Regions from separate parts of the Sus scrofa genome. Here region 1 is linked to region 2. A link is a contact called in public HiChIP or PLAC-seq data. All regions are on one chromosome and are shown on one strand. Each heading gives the region's core, a stretch centred on a gene start, on an enhancer-like site or on the middle of the called end of the contact. The rest is flanking DNA. Distances are from core to core; before and after follow the strand shown.

The links. HiChIP or PLAC-seq counts read pairs in DNA pulled down with a chosen protein or histone mark.
Region 1: an H3K27ac HiChIP or PLAC-seq map of alveolar macrophages shows a contact between it and region 2. The contact joins two enhancer-like sites. A contact is called at or near these places in 1 of 47 Hi-C or Micro-C datasets (embryonic fibroblasts) and 1 of 2 datasets of contacts at active chromatin or transcription factors (alveolar macrophages).

Annotation. Positions count from the first base shown.
Region 1 is chr10:47,896,356-47,903,414 of Sscrofa11.1, forward strand. The region is part of intron 5 of FRMD4A (FERM domain-containing protein 4A); the gene reads left to right. Among named protein-coding and RNA genes, the nearest start is that of PRPF18, 220 kb to the right of the region's middle. Within about 2 kb of position 1,441, at least 4 of the 83 cell types and tissues checked have an H3K27ac peak or open chromatin away from gene starts, as enhancers often do. A contact at or near this core is called in alveolar macrophages, where this site is marked.
Region 2 is chr10:47,399,514-47,407,122 of Sscrofa11.1, forward strand. All of the region lies in intron 2 of FRMD4A (FERM domain-containing protein 4A), which reads left to right. Among named protein-coding and RNA genes, the nearest start is that of FRMD4A, 18 kb to the left of the region's middle. Within about 2 kb of position 5,063, at least 1 of the 83 cell types and tissues checked has an H3K27ac peak or open chromatin away from gene starts, as enhancers often do. A contact at or near this core is called in alveolar macrophages, where this site is marked.

The sequences.
Region 1 (7,059 bases), core at 191-2,690, 490 kb after region 2:
TATAGGAGAGTAAAGGCAGAATACATGATAAAAGAGACATGGAAAAGATTGGCTGCCTTAAGCCAAGATTTAAGAATTCTCTTAATAGAAATCTTAACCCTATGCCACCGTGGATCAACGTTTAGGCTGCCATCCAGCATGGCTTGCTCCTTGGCATTTATATATTCTTTTGCTGTAATGCATATTCAGAACATCTGAGAGTGACGTCAGAATTACGGCCTCCTTTCAACTGATGAGAAACTATAAGACCCATCGTGGCTCAGCAGTTAGCAAACCTGACTAGCATCCATGAGGACACGGGTTTGATCCCTGGCCTCGCTCGGTGGGTCAGGGATCCGGAGTTGCTGTGAGCTGTGGTGTATGTCACAGATGTGGCTCAGATCACGAGTTGCTGTGGCTCTGGCATAGGATGGTGGCTCCAGCTCCGATTGGACCCCTAGCCTGGGAACCTCCATATGCCATGGGTGTGGCCTAAAAAAACAAAACGACCAAAAAAAAAAAAATAACATGAATTGGAATTCAGCAATTCTGCTTCATCTTCTAAAGCAGGAAGGAAGCATTTCCTCCTTGGAGGGTGGGGAGCTGGCGTCAAGCTGCAGGAGAGTCTCAGGAGGGCAGGGTGGAGGGCTAAGAACCCCCCTTCACTGACCCCTTATTTAGCCCCCCAGGGACTTAATTCCTTTAGTGTTCCTCAGTCAGATGAGCGGGAATGGTCATAATGGCATCAGGGACTTTCTAATTACCTAAAAAGGAAAAAGGGCAGAGAGAAGGGAGCTGTCCATTATAGGTGAAGTACTTTCACAACCATTCTTGAAGAGGTATTATTTTTCCTAATGAAGATAAAGAGATGGGGAACCCAAGACGATCATATAAATCCCCCCCCCTTTATGGCTAGTAAATTATTGCATCTTTTTTTTTTTTTTAAATGGCTGTACCCTTGGTGTATGGAAGTTCTTGGTCCAGGGATTGAATCTGAGCTGCAGGTGCAGCAATGCCAGATCCTTTAACCCACTGCACCAGGCCAGGGATTGACCCCTACCTCCGCAGGGACCCGAGCCACTGCAGTCGGATTCGTAACCCACTGCACACAGCTAGAACTCCAAGTTATTGTATCTGTTCATCCAGATCTGACTCCAAACCTGGGACCCTTCCCCCTATGTCACGCGGCTTCCACCTCATGAGTGAAAAGTGACACCATGCTTGCTTATCAGAGAGCCTGCTGTTGCTCCCTGTGCAAGCAGGGCCAGGAGCGGAGGTTGCCGACCTTGGTCCATCTTGTGCTCCATGCTGGCCGGCCAGGTCTGCAGCACTGGAACCCATCTGCAGATGCAGCCTGTGCAAATGCAGGTGCACCTGGCCCTGGGTGAGAGGTGCAATGAAGAGCAGCCCTTTCAAGGCCTGACCTTGCTGTGCTGGAGCGACTCAACTCAGCACCATGGACAGAGCGCCCCCTGCAGGGGCCAAGAAAGCTGTAGTCACAAAGCATGGTGGCCCCATTGGAAACCACCTTGGTAGAGGAAAGGGGCATTTTAAATGGGAAAGCGGGAGTTTCCAGAAGCTGAGATATGTGCTATTTATTGAGAAAGCCTCGTCATCTCTTGAGAAAGCCTTGCCATCTCTTGACAACAGTGACCTTCAGAGGGGAGGCGTTCTGCCCTGAGCTCCGCTCCCTCCTCTTCTACATAGAAACCTCCAAGGTCCCACTGGCCCCTTTTTGTCAATCTGAGCTTCGTCACTCCTGGACCTTAAGAGCCAGAAGCCACTCTCATTTCAACTGTGAGGTGTCAACAGCTCTCTCACTTGCGAACTCCATGCTACGCACTCACCATTATCAATGGATAGGTTATCGATTTATGAATATTCGTAATCTCGCTATGTTGCAGAAACTGAGGAGCTAAGAGTAAGGCAGAGAACAGATGAACCCCATTCTTCCCTGACTTCCAAGACTCCCCCCTCCCTCTTTCTCTCCTTCTCTCCCTCTGTCTCTCTCTTCCTCTCTCTCTCACACACACCCCCCTCACATCTCAGAGGAAGAGTGACCCTTAGCCCAGCATCTGAGGCTAGTGGGACCACGTGTACTCCAGTTCCAGCCCCTCCCACCCCCTCTTTCTTTTTCTCTATCTTAAGCTGCTGCTGCTCCATCCACCCCTCCCCTCCGTGTCCACAGGGCTCCCACCCACACAGAAGAAAATACCCTGCCTGTCTTTTTCCTCCTGCAGCCACCACCCCTGCTCTGTTCACAGCAGAGGGTCAGAAGGATGGGCTTGCTGCCACCTTTCCCGCACCCCACTGACCCCTCTGCTCTGCCAGGGTCCATCCTCTGGTCCTGTCATGCCTGTGGTCACTGGAGGTCCCTAGACCCCAAATTCCACAGGCCCTTCTCTGCCCTCCCCTGTCTGAATCAAACAGGGTCATTATCTTTCTGCCCCCAAACTTGGGCTGTTTTTGCCCTGACACCACCTTATCTCTGCCATGGGCACACCACCCATCCAGTCCCCACCAAGCCAGCAACTTGAAAGTCAGCCTTGACATTATCTGCTCTCTCCCACCTGCTCCCTTCTCTTTCCTCTTACTCACTAATTCTTCTTATTTTTGCATCTCTCTCTCTCTCTCTTTTTTTTTTTTTTTTTGACACAGCATGCAGTAGGTTTTTTTTATTTTTTATTTTTTTGTCTTTTTTGCTATTTCTTGGGCCGCTGCCGCGGCATATGGAAGTTCCCAGGCTAGGGGTCGAATCGGAGCTGTAGCCACTGGCCTACACCACAGCCACAGCAACGCGGGATCCGAGCGGTGTCCGCGACCTACACCACAGCTCACGGCAACGCTGGATCGTTAACCCACTGAGCAAGGGCAGGGACTGAACCCGCAACCTCATGGTTCCTAGTCGGATTCGTTAACCACTGCGCCATGACGGGAACTCCCAGCATGCAGTAGTTTTATGTGGAATCTCAGTTCCCAGACCAAGGATTGTCCCCTAGACCACCAGGGAACTCCTCTCTGCATCTCAAATAGCTCCATCCCTTACCCTCCATGCACACGCCCCTGGCTGTAATTAAGACCTTCATAAGCCTCTCCTGGTCTTGAAAGCTCCTTGTTCATCTCTGCTTCTGGTCTTGGCCACTTCCACTCTCTCCTGTGTGTTGCCACTGAGCACTTTTCTAGAATTCTCATCGGATCCCTTACTCGTGATCTTCCTGGCTTCCCAGGATCATGCTAAGGGTCCCCTTGGCATGTCCTGGGTGACCTGATTTGTGCATGCCTGTCCAGCCTCATCTTTCCCCACTCCCTGACCCCGACGCACATCCTTTACAAGCAGCCCAGTGGTCAGTGTACCACCAAGGTCACATTCAAGGACGAGACCATTGTTTAGGGCCATGAGGTGAGCTCTGGAAATTGAGAACAGTGACCCTCTGATAGCGTCCACCAGGCAAGCTAGAAATAGGTCAAGAAGTTCCCGTTGTGGCTTAGAGGTAATGAACCTGACTAGGATCCATGAGGATGTGGGTTCGATCCCTGGCCCCGCTCAGTGGGTTAAGGATCCAGTGTTGCCTTTAGCTGTGGTATAGGTCGCAGATGCGGCTCAAATCCTGCCTTGCTGTGGCTCTGGCGTAGGCCTGCAGCTGTAGCTCCCATTCGACCCCTAGCCTGGGAACCTCCATATGCCGCACACGTGCCCCCAAGGAATGATTCCTCCATGGCTGGACTGTCCTTTTCATTGTGGATTCTCCAGATAAGTGTCTTTGGAGCTCTGGTCATTTGCACTGTTCGCAAGAAAATAAATAAGGATTAGCTGTGTCTCTTCAAAACTTAGAGTTTCACAAACAATAAGGTGAGCTACAGGGGGGGAAAAAAGAGAGGAGATGCCAGGAAGCTTTAATGTGGGAGAGGGAATTTCACAGCTGAGTTCATGACCTGACGGTTGGTGTCTTTCCTGGCGGATTCAGACAGCTGTTGCTGTTTCCTGTCACTCGTGGTAACGGTGACGGCATGGATCCAAACTCAGGTGCCCGCCACCAGAACTTGCTGGATCTCAGCTGGGTGTCCCAGTTAGGATCTTCATCAACTCCTGAAATTCTCAGAGCTGTTTGGCCGCTGAAACTCACAGTGCTATTCATTATCCTTCTCATTATGATCGCCTCTTTCTGCTACCCGAAGCCAGCCTTCCAAATGTGACATTTGTGTTCATTACAGGATGAAATCACTGGGCCATTTAATTAACACTTGCTGTAAATAGTCAGTGATTCCCAAGTGCCAAGGGGTGGATGCGAGAGGGAAGAGGAGGAGCGAGGGGGGCAGCGGAGGAAGCCTCGCTGATGTCACCTGGGCTGGACGGTGTTCCCTCTGCCACCACCCAAGGCTTCTACACGTTTGAGGGGGCGGGACTCCCCCGGCCTCAGGGCCTCTGTGTTTAATCTGCTCAAACACGCAGTTGCATAGCACCTACGTATTCCTGCTCCAGACTGTCTGATAAAATATCCCCAGATGATTATCCTCTGGGCCAGGTTGGGTGTGGAATTTGCCTTGTTGCTTAAGGGACTCTGTGTAGCCAGGTGGGTTTGCCCTTGGTCCAGGGCACCGTTTCCTTTCATACCAAAAGAAGCCCTAAGAGTTAGTCCTGCTAAATGTCTTGTCCTGGAAAACCCAGAAAAACCTGTTTTGAAATGTAGGTTTTATTATTATTCAGGTACTTGAGACCAACAGATGGGGATATTACTGCCATTGAAAAGAGAGATGGAGGAGTTCCCGTCGTGGCGCAGTGGTTAACGAATCTGACTAGGAACCATGAGGTTGCGGGTTCGGTCCCTGCCCTTGCTCAGTGGGTTAAGGATCCGGCGTTGCCGTGAGCTGTGGTGTAGGTTGCAGACGCGGCTCGGATCCTGCGTTGCTGTGGCTCTGGCGTAGGCTGGTGGCTACAGCTCCGATTCGACCCCTAGCCTGGGAACCTGCATATGCCGAGGACCTCCATATGCCGAGGGAGCGGCCCAAAGAAATAGCAAAAAAAGACAAAAAAAAAAAAAAAAGAAAGAAAAAAAGAAAAGAGAGATGGGGAGTTCCCATTGTGGTGCAGTGGAAACGAACCCAACCTTAACCGCTTGGTGGGTTAAGGATCTGGAATTGCCACGAGCTGTGGTGTAGGTCACAGATGCGGCTAGGATCTGGCATCGCTGTGGCTGTGGCATAGGCCGGCAGCTATAGCTCTGATTCGACCCCTATTCTGGGAACTTCTGTATGCAGCAGGTGCGGCCTTAAAAAAGACGGTGGGCGGGGGGGGGGGGGGGGAAGAAAGATCGCTACTCAGTTTCCATGAGGGAGAATACCCCATGCCAGGCAGGGCCACGTGAAAGAAGCACAGCCTCTGCCAGGAGGCAGAGGGAGTCAGGGACTGCAGGCAAGAGGTTTTATTGTGCTTTTTTCAGGAAAGACTGAGTGAGGCAGGATAAACAGGCCTAGGGCTGGCTGGTTTGAATAGTTTATGTGGGCTTTGGGACATGGGGGCCGCCCTAAGTCATCCAGTTCCTGGCCCAGGGATGCTTAAGGCAGGTGGATGGTGGCCTGGAGTTTGAAATCCCCACAGAGGTGGCGAGGACGGGCATGTGGGCTCTGGATGGGCCGGTCCCTGGGCAAAAGGTATGCGCGTAGGTGAGTCCTTTATCATCTCCAGGAACTGATTAAGCCCAGGAGGGGCCGTCCATTGAAAGTCAGCACGGTCCCAGATGTCAGAGCATCCAAAACCCACGGTTAATACAGAACCAGGCTCGGAGCTGTCCCCGCAGAGCCTCTGAACCTCTGAGACATCATTCATCTCCTTAGGTCGACCCAGAGCCCCGGGAATTTCTTTGTGCACCGGGTCTGTGGAGAGAAGCCCTCCTCACTGATAGTCAAGCCAGTGCAACATCGCCACCTACTGCCCAAAAGCGGGACCTTTGACAAGGCTCCCTGCAAACGATCCAAAGGGACAGAGCTGGTGTCTGGACTTGGAACTCCACCTGTTGACCTTTCCCACTTCCCCAGAAAATCTTTCTCCCCTCGTGTGTGCTAGGATTGAGATGTCTGAGGTCTGTTTTTCCCCTTCTGGTCACTTTTGACTTCCCAGCTCCCCAGCACAGAAGAGAAAGTTCGGGATGAGTTAAATATCCAGGGTTTCAGAACAATGTGACGGGCCTGGAACTCACAGGGTTTCCCAGACTGACGCTTGGTGATAAAGGTCAGCAGGAAACTGGAGTTTCTGTCAAAAGAAGGTGATTTTTTTTTCCTCCCTCTCAGAATACACTTGTTATTTCCTCCACCTTCCTGTCTCTTGTGCAGCTGGAGAACAAATACTGTCTCAGAAGGCAGAATTGGCCATCTCGTTTCAGTTTTCCATTATTAAAGAGTTAGACAGGGAAGTATGTATTTTTTTTTTCTTAACACGCTTAGTAGGAGGTGGGGGACAGAATGTCTTTGCTCCTTAATTCTCAAGAATTAAAATAGGAGTTTCCTGGTGGCCTAGCTGTTAAGGAGTCAGCATTGTCACTGCTGTGGTGTGGGTTCGATCCCTGGCAGGGGAACTTCCCCATGCTGCAGATGTGGCCAAAACCACAACAGCAACAACAAAAACTCTCACCAGTGGTGGTGGTGAGAGGCAAACCGTTGAAAAGCAGAGTCTTTTCCTTCAGAGAAACGTCACAAGTTCAAGTTGCTGCCTGGATTAGGGCTGGGGACACCACAATGAATGAGATTTGGTCCCAGCCCTCAGGGAGTCGCAGCCTAGTAAGAAGACATCTCAGGGGAACAGGAAATCCTGGGGCCGCAAGGCCCTGCCATAAGCAGAGGACGTCACCGGAGCCCAGGAGAAGAGGTCTCCTGTGGGGACCATCAGCGGAGTCAGTGAAAACATGTGGCGACCGTGAGCAAAAGGCTAAAGGGATCAGTAGTGATGCAGACGATTGCCTTGGGAATGGATTAGCAATGAGACCCTGCTGTGTAGCACTGGGAACTATGTCTAGCCACTTATGATGGAGCATGATAATGTGCGAAAATAGAATGTGTACATGTATGTGTAACTGGGTCACCATGCTG
Region 2 (7,609 bases), core at 3,813-6,312:
GTTTAGTCACTTGCACAAATTCAGGTGGAAGCTGAAGAGGTAGCATAATGGTGGTTGTGAGAAAAGAGCAACATGGATGAATTCAAGGAGCAATCTGAAGGCACAGTCATCCAGACTCTGTGATGGATTGGTGTTAGGGGACCACCATGCACAGGGAGGAGTCAGCCAGAACGACCAAGTGTTGGACATTGGAGCTGCAGGGAGTGGTGATGGAGAGGAGCAACTTCGGGGTGGGAAGTACAATTTGAAAACTAGGCTGCAATTCACTTAGGATCACAAGTGGAAGATGCTGAGGTAGTAATGGGATTTCCCAGCAGAAATGGCTGGTGGGCAGTTCACTGTTAACTCCATGCTTAACATGATTTGGAAGGGCAGAACTGGGCGTTAGACCAGGAACTCAGGAATCCTGAAGAAAGACAGTAGGGAGATAAGAGCAGGAGGCCAAGCCTGCAAAGGGGAATTCCAATAGCTGTTGTTAGAAAGGGTTCACATTACCTTGTACAAGGTCACGTTTGTACCAGATCAATGTTACCTTGACTGTGGAACTAATTTTCCTTACATTAAATGTACCACATGGCCTCGCTGAAGCAGCCAGTGAGCTTTTTTGCTAGATGTAGGTTAAATACAGTTCCATTAGATGACTCTGTAGTGCATGGCTGAGCTAGGAATGTACATAAGCAGACTGTATGTATTTTGTGTGTGTGTGTGTGCGCGTGTGCACACAGACACGTGTGCCAGTTATTACTGCTGCATAGCAACTGTTCCACACTTTGTGACTTGACACAACCATTTTATTGTGTTCACCAATTCAGGAGTTCCAACAAGCCACAGTGGGAATGGGTTGTCTCTCTTCTACAGTGTCTGGAGCCTCAGCTGGGAAAAGTCAGAGTCAGGGGTCACTGGCAGCTGGAACCTGGCATCTCCTGGAGATGTCTCCACTCACATGTCATGGTGATGGGTGTTGCTATCACCTGGACCACAGCTGGTTCTGTGGCCGTCATAGCTTGTCCAGGGCATCCCCACATGTCTTGGGCTTCCTCGCAGCATGGCTGCTTTAAGATAGTTGCATTGCTTACATGATGTCTCAGGGCCCAGGGCTGAATATTGGAACTAACAAGGCAGAGTTGTATAATCTTTGGTGACCTACCCTCTGCAGTCACACAGACTTGCTTCTGCCAAATTTTCCCGATTGCCAGCAAATCACTAAGGCTAGACTCAAAGGAATAGGGTTAATTTCCATCTCTTGATGCAAGTGTGCCAACATATTTTAAGATGTGTTTAAAATCATCACGAGTGTGTGTTCGTCCTTTGTAACATAGCTTTATGGTCCTTGAGGGTCTTTTACTTGAGTCGCTCATGACTTGTCTAAGGACCTTTGCTGAGAGGAAGCATTCCATAGATATTCATTGATGGAATGGTAGGTTGATGTTTGAATAAGCCAATTTTTATTTGTATTTATTTTTGGCCTATTAGCAAAGAGTTGTGTTTGAGTTTTCAGATTTTCATCCAAACTGTAAATATCTATGGAGTCACGTGTGTTTGATGCTTCTGTGTTAAACCTTCAAAGAATATTCAGAAAATGTATGAGTCATGAAGAAGGGCCTGATCGACTTGATCTGTAACCTTTAAGGTCCCTGGGTTTAGTTCCCACTGATGATTAGGAGCCAATAAAGCAATAGTGTTGCTTCCTTTACATACCTAGCATTTGGACTCATAGTTTGTTTTGTGTCTTTATATTGCCCATGTGTCAAGGTGAAAGAAAGGACAGAGCTGGGTATTAGGACTGAAGTGCTTTTGTTCCCTTCTTGAGGAACATGAGCATAATTGAGCCGTAATGAACACAACGGCGGTCATTTCCCAGGGATTAACGACAGGGAGAATGTGTTCATGGCCTTAGGCTTAATCTTGGGTCATTAACTCAGCTGGTCATTAATATTGTCCAGGAATGCTTTATGTTGGGCCATTACAACAACTTCCATATGCTGCTACAAATGGGGACATGAACATTACCTATATCAACCACTATTTGTTTCCTCTCCATTCCCCACAATTACTGAGCCTGACAGCCTTTTAAATGCACACTCCAAAGGCATGAAGCACCAAGAGCAAGGAAGACTTGAAGCTTTCCTTCCCTCCACTTCCCTCTTCCCTTCCCTTTCCCGCCCCTCTCCTTGCCTTCCCATCCCTTTTAAAGAACATTTATGGAGGGTGGCACTCGGAGAGACATTGTGGGAAGGCTCTCGTATGAGTATATGTGTGTAAATACCACCCGGTCCCCACCCACAGGAAGTTTAGAGTTTAGTGAAAGGCCACTTAAACAAATGATTCCAACAGAGCAAGTTAATGTTAGGACAAAGAGATCTTCAAAGTGCTATGTGACACAAGAGCACAGAGCAGGAGCCTATAAAAGGCCCTGATGTTTCCCGTGCATTTTGAGGAATTTGGGCTTGTGAGTATGTGGTGGTGGTGATGGGGAATTCCAGGTATAGCGAACAGGACATTCAGATGCAAATGAGAGCGTTATGTGTTTCAGCAAGTATGTGACATTTTGGTATACGGGAAAAGCAAGAGGGAATGGCAGAGGTAGGGCCAAAATCCTGGCTAGAAGCAGACACAAACTGTTTCCTGACAAATGATAAGGAGTTTGAAGTTAAAACTGACTAATGATTCTTAATGATTTTTAAACAGGGGCTGATAAGATTGGAGTTGAGATGTAGAAATATCACTGTGGAAATAATGAGGAGGATGGATTGAAAGGAGTGACCTGAGGGAAGGAGCCTGGCTAAGATAACGTGGAGGTCATCCTTTTGACAGTCCAGTTGCACTAATGCTGGCCCAGTGAGGGTGGAGGAAAGGGGTGGACTCATGGGCCACTGAAGTGGGAGACAGGTGGGTGGTTTGTCATGACTTCTATTAATAGATAAAATAAATGCCTGCTCCAACTGGCTTTAAAATAGGGAAATTCTTCAGTTCATCTATCAGGTGCAAAGGCAGAGCCATTTCCAGGCTCTGGTCCCATTCCCATTTCCAGTCCCTTTGATCTCTTGGCTCTGCTCTGATCTGTGGGCTCTGCAGGCTGGCTTTCTTCACATGGTCACAAGGTAGCTGCCCACGGCACCTGTTCAAGCCCAGGTGAAGGGAAGAAACGTCTCTTCTTAAAATAGGAACATGCATTTTTCCTTTCTTTTTGAGAGCACCCACACAGGTCATCTGCCCTCCCCAGGGGAAAGTCAACACCAATTGATTTTAGCCTGGGATTCTGAACCAGTTATTTGCCAAGAGGTATGGAGTCATCCTGCTTACTTACTTGGATGTATCAGTATTTATAGCTGCAGCTGGGAATGGGGTCAGTTTCCACTGTCCACACAAAAGGGAGGAAAGAAGGTATGTATAGTTGTTGAGGAGACAACCAATATATCTGAGGCTGGAGCATAGAAAAGGGCATTCAACCCACCAGGGAGGATTGGAGGAAGAGGGAGGTCAGTATGTGGACCGTGAGTCTTTTGAGAGCACGACCTATGTCTCACTCACTGCTGACTATTTTTTGTGTGTGTGCTTTTTAGGGCTGCACCCACAGCTTATGAAAGTTCTGAGGCCAGGGGTCAAATTGGAGCCACAGCTGTCAACTACGACCATAGTTGCAGCAATGCAGGATCCAAGCCACGTCTATAACCTACACCACAGCTCCAATGCTGGATCATTAATCCATTGAGCAGGCCAGGGATCGAACCCACATCCTCATGGATACTAGTTGGATTTTTTTCCACTGAGCCATGACAGGAACTCTCTCACTGTTGATTCTTTAGCTCTTAGCTCAGTGCCTGGCACATAGTAAGGACTCAGTAAACATGTGTTGACTGAGTAAAGACATCTAGGAAGAGGTAGAACTTGATATGAAGTAGAGGAAGAGTTTCAGGCAGAGTTTAAAAATTGGAAAAAGTAAAGACTCATATTGTTGCATGCTGCATTTCAGAGAATTCAAGGAGTTGAGCATCACTGGCACAAAAGCCCAAGGCAGGAGAGGCTGAGGATGAGGCTAGAGAGGTAAGGAAAGGCCATACTCTGCTGAGGAGCTTGGTCATCTCTTACAGAGAATGGAAGACACTTGGGAAATTTTAGGCAAGAAAAGGAAATAATCCTATCTGCATTTATATAGACCACCCTGCAACAATGTGTAGAAAACTGCTATAGGAACATGAAACAGAAATGATGAGGTGAAATCAGCAGTTGCTTATCTTTTGACAAGCTGTGTGAGACAGAGGAAAGGGTCAAGGATGACCTCAGGTCTGTATGTTGGGTAAGGAGGCAGGTGGAGATCACAGGGAAGAACAGGTTTTAAAGGACTAATGATATCTTCATGTTTGGACAGGTTCAGTTCAGGAGCCATTGAAACATGCTAGGGGAGGTGTTTCACTGTGGTTAGACATGTGTGTGAAGTTGGGGAAGATTTCCAAACTGGACATGCATATGCAGAGTTGTCAGTATTCAGGGAATGGTTAGACCAACCCAACAGAATGAAACTGCTTGGGGAATGTAGACTGGATGGAGCCGTGAGCCACAGGTGAGGCACTGAGAGGCTAGAGAGTGGAGGACGCAAAGAAAGAAAGTCAGGGAGGTAGAAGGAAATCCAGGGGAGTGTACTGTGTTGGATGACAAGAGAGTAGAAAGTTTCCAGAAAGGCTGAGGAGTGAGGATCAAGACTATCAAAGGCAGGAGTTCTCTTGTGGTGCAGTGGATTAAGTCTGGCGTTGTCACTGCTGTAGCTAGGGTTCAATTCCTGAAATCCCTGGCCCAGGAATTTCCTCATGCCACAGGTATGGCAAAAACAAACAAACAAAAACCAAAAAAACCTGTCAAGTGCAGCAGAGAGATTAAGGAAAATAAAAACTGAAAAATGCTTTTCAGATTTGTCAGTCAGGATGGCAGTGGTGACCTCATTTTAAGATGCTTCATAAATGTGATAAAATCAGAAGTCAGCTTGCAAGTGAATGAAAAGGGAATGGAAGGTGAGTAAGTAAACAGAGAAGATATAGGAAATGAGAATAAATGGTAGCATGAGGAGTAGGGGAAAATGAGGGAAGTACTTCAGAGATGGGGAAATCATGACCATTGCTACAGACTCTAGAAGAGAGGCTTAGAGAGACTGAAAGATTAGAAGTAAGAGGGGTTTGGGGGAATGTTGAAAATGTCTACACAGTTCCAAGATGGCTGCTGCAGCTCCAGCCATCATGTCCCTTACTCCTGTACCCAAAAGCAAAAACAGGAAGAACAGTAAGGAAAGCTCTCCTCATGTTTCTTTATTTCTATCAAGGAAGAAAACCTCTCCCCAAATCTCCCCAGAATACTTCCTCTTATTTTCCTTGGTCAGAGCAGAGTCACTTAGGTGACATGCTGCGGATTGCTCCAACAAACCCTCCTTAACTATAGACTGGGGATCTAAAACATGCATTTCCCAATCTCCCTTGCAGCTGGGGTTCTGCATGTGATCTGGTTTACCCAAGCAAGCTCTCTGGCACCACATTTGGAGGAGTGAAGTGAATGAGTAGAAGTGGCAGTTGCACATCGGATTTTCTTGCAAAGAAAGTGGCAGAATGTTAGGTTCTTTGAGACTAGCTATTGTGGAGGTGCCAGTACCCAGTCTCTGGTGGCTAAGTGATACTACGAGGTCTGGAGGTTTGCTTTGGCATTAATCTTGGCTCTGTGCTGAATGACCTTGGGCATCTAGTTTTCCCATATATTCCTAAACTACTTAATACCCTGTAATAATTCCCTTTCTTCTTCCACTAATTAGAGTGGATATTCTTTTCTGCAACAAAGAATCTCAAACAAATATGCGAGACTTCTCCAGCTGAAAGGGAGGCTGGGAAAGAGAATCATTGGCTTTTTTAGGGCATCCCCCATTAGGGATGAAGATTCAGGTTAATAACTATTGTATTGTGTGGGGAACCAAAAGGATCTGCCAAAGATAAGCATGGACATAGATGGGTTTGTAAATAGAACAGACTAGTTAAGTGTTTTATTTGGTACATGAGGTTTTTAGGGGAATATCTAAATGTTTAAAGTAGAACCATCATTCTTTGACAATGACTATTAGTACAAAAGCTAAACCTATGTCATCTCTGTTGTCACTGCTGATGATAGCCTCTGAAACACTATTCAGGCCACCATCCAAATTTGAGAAGTGACAGTTACAAAATAGAATCCAAAGCAGGGAAGGGAGGAAGGAAGATTGTCTTTTGAATAAATATTTTAATTTTAAATATGATTATGTAGACAAATAGGCAATGTGCTTTTTGAAACTCTTGGTAGATGTTTAGCCATTTAAATCTCGGATCCAAATTCTTTTGACTAATAATACCATTTTTTTCAAATTAAAGTTTTTTTGGTTACCTTTAAATAATACAAATATCTTTACATGCTACATGTATCTGTTATATATATTTTTAACCCTTTGGAGAAATAAATCTAGATCTAGATATAGATTTGTCTGCCTTCTACCCTAGTTCATATATCTTTTAGGTGATTGTGTATCCTTCCAGAAACTGTCTACAAATATACAACATCTTTTCTTGTAAATCCCTACAATGCAACTTCATTTCTTTTTAAAGGGCAAATACTATTATATTGAATGAATGATTTATAATGCATTTAATCAATCCATTGTCAGTGGGCACTAGGCTATTTTTAATATACTATAATTACAATCCTGTGATGATTCATGTCCATCTATCTTTGTGCAGATGGATTGAGTATACTGTAGGATAAATTCCTAGATGGAGATTTCTGAATTAAGGATATTTCATTTAAATTAAAAAAAAAATTATTATAGTTGATTTACAATGTTCTGTCAATTTCTGCTGTACAGCAAAGTAACCCAATTACACATGTATATACATTTTTTTTTCACATTATCCTCCATCATGTTCCATCACAAGTGATCAGATAGAGTTCCTTGGGCTATACAGCAGAATCTCATTGTTTATCCATTAAAATTTTTATAGATACTATCATCTTACTATCTTCAAAAAGGCACCATACAAATTTGTTTTGAAAAATTACACTTTCAGGAATTCCCATTGTGGCTCAGTGGGTTAAGAACGTGACAGTAGTATCCATGAGGATGCGGGTTTGATCCCTGGCCTCACTCAGTGGGTTAAGGATCCAGCGTTGCCATGAACTGTGGTGTAGGTTGCAGATGCAGCTCGGATCCCACATTGCTGTGGCTGTGGTGTAGGCCAGCAACTGCAGCTCCAATTTGACCCCTAGCCTGGGAACTTCCATATGCCATGGGTATGGCTCTAAAAATACAAAAAAAAAAAAAAATTACACTTTCAAATCTCTAGGTATTTAAGAGCCCATTCCTATCTGCTGGTACAGAATACAGGGACTATAGGAAAAGTGAGCTATTCTCCAAAGGGCATTTAGAATCTTACTGTGTAAACAATTACCACATTAAATGTCTGCAAAATTCAAGTGGCAAATGAGCAGTGAATATCAATTACACATCTGTTCCATCTCAAAGGCAGATGGCCTTTTAATTTTATATCCCAAGTATTATACCCAGATTTCATTTCTTCTTCAGATTGCTCCCTTCTCTTCTTTTACTTTC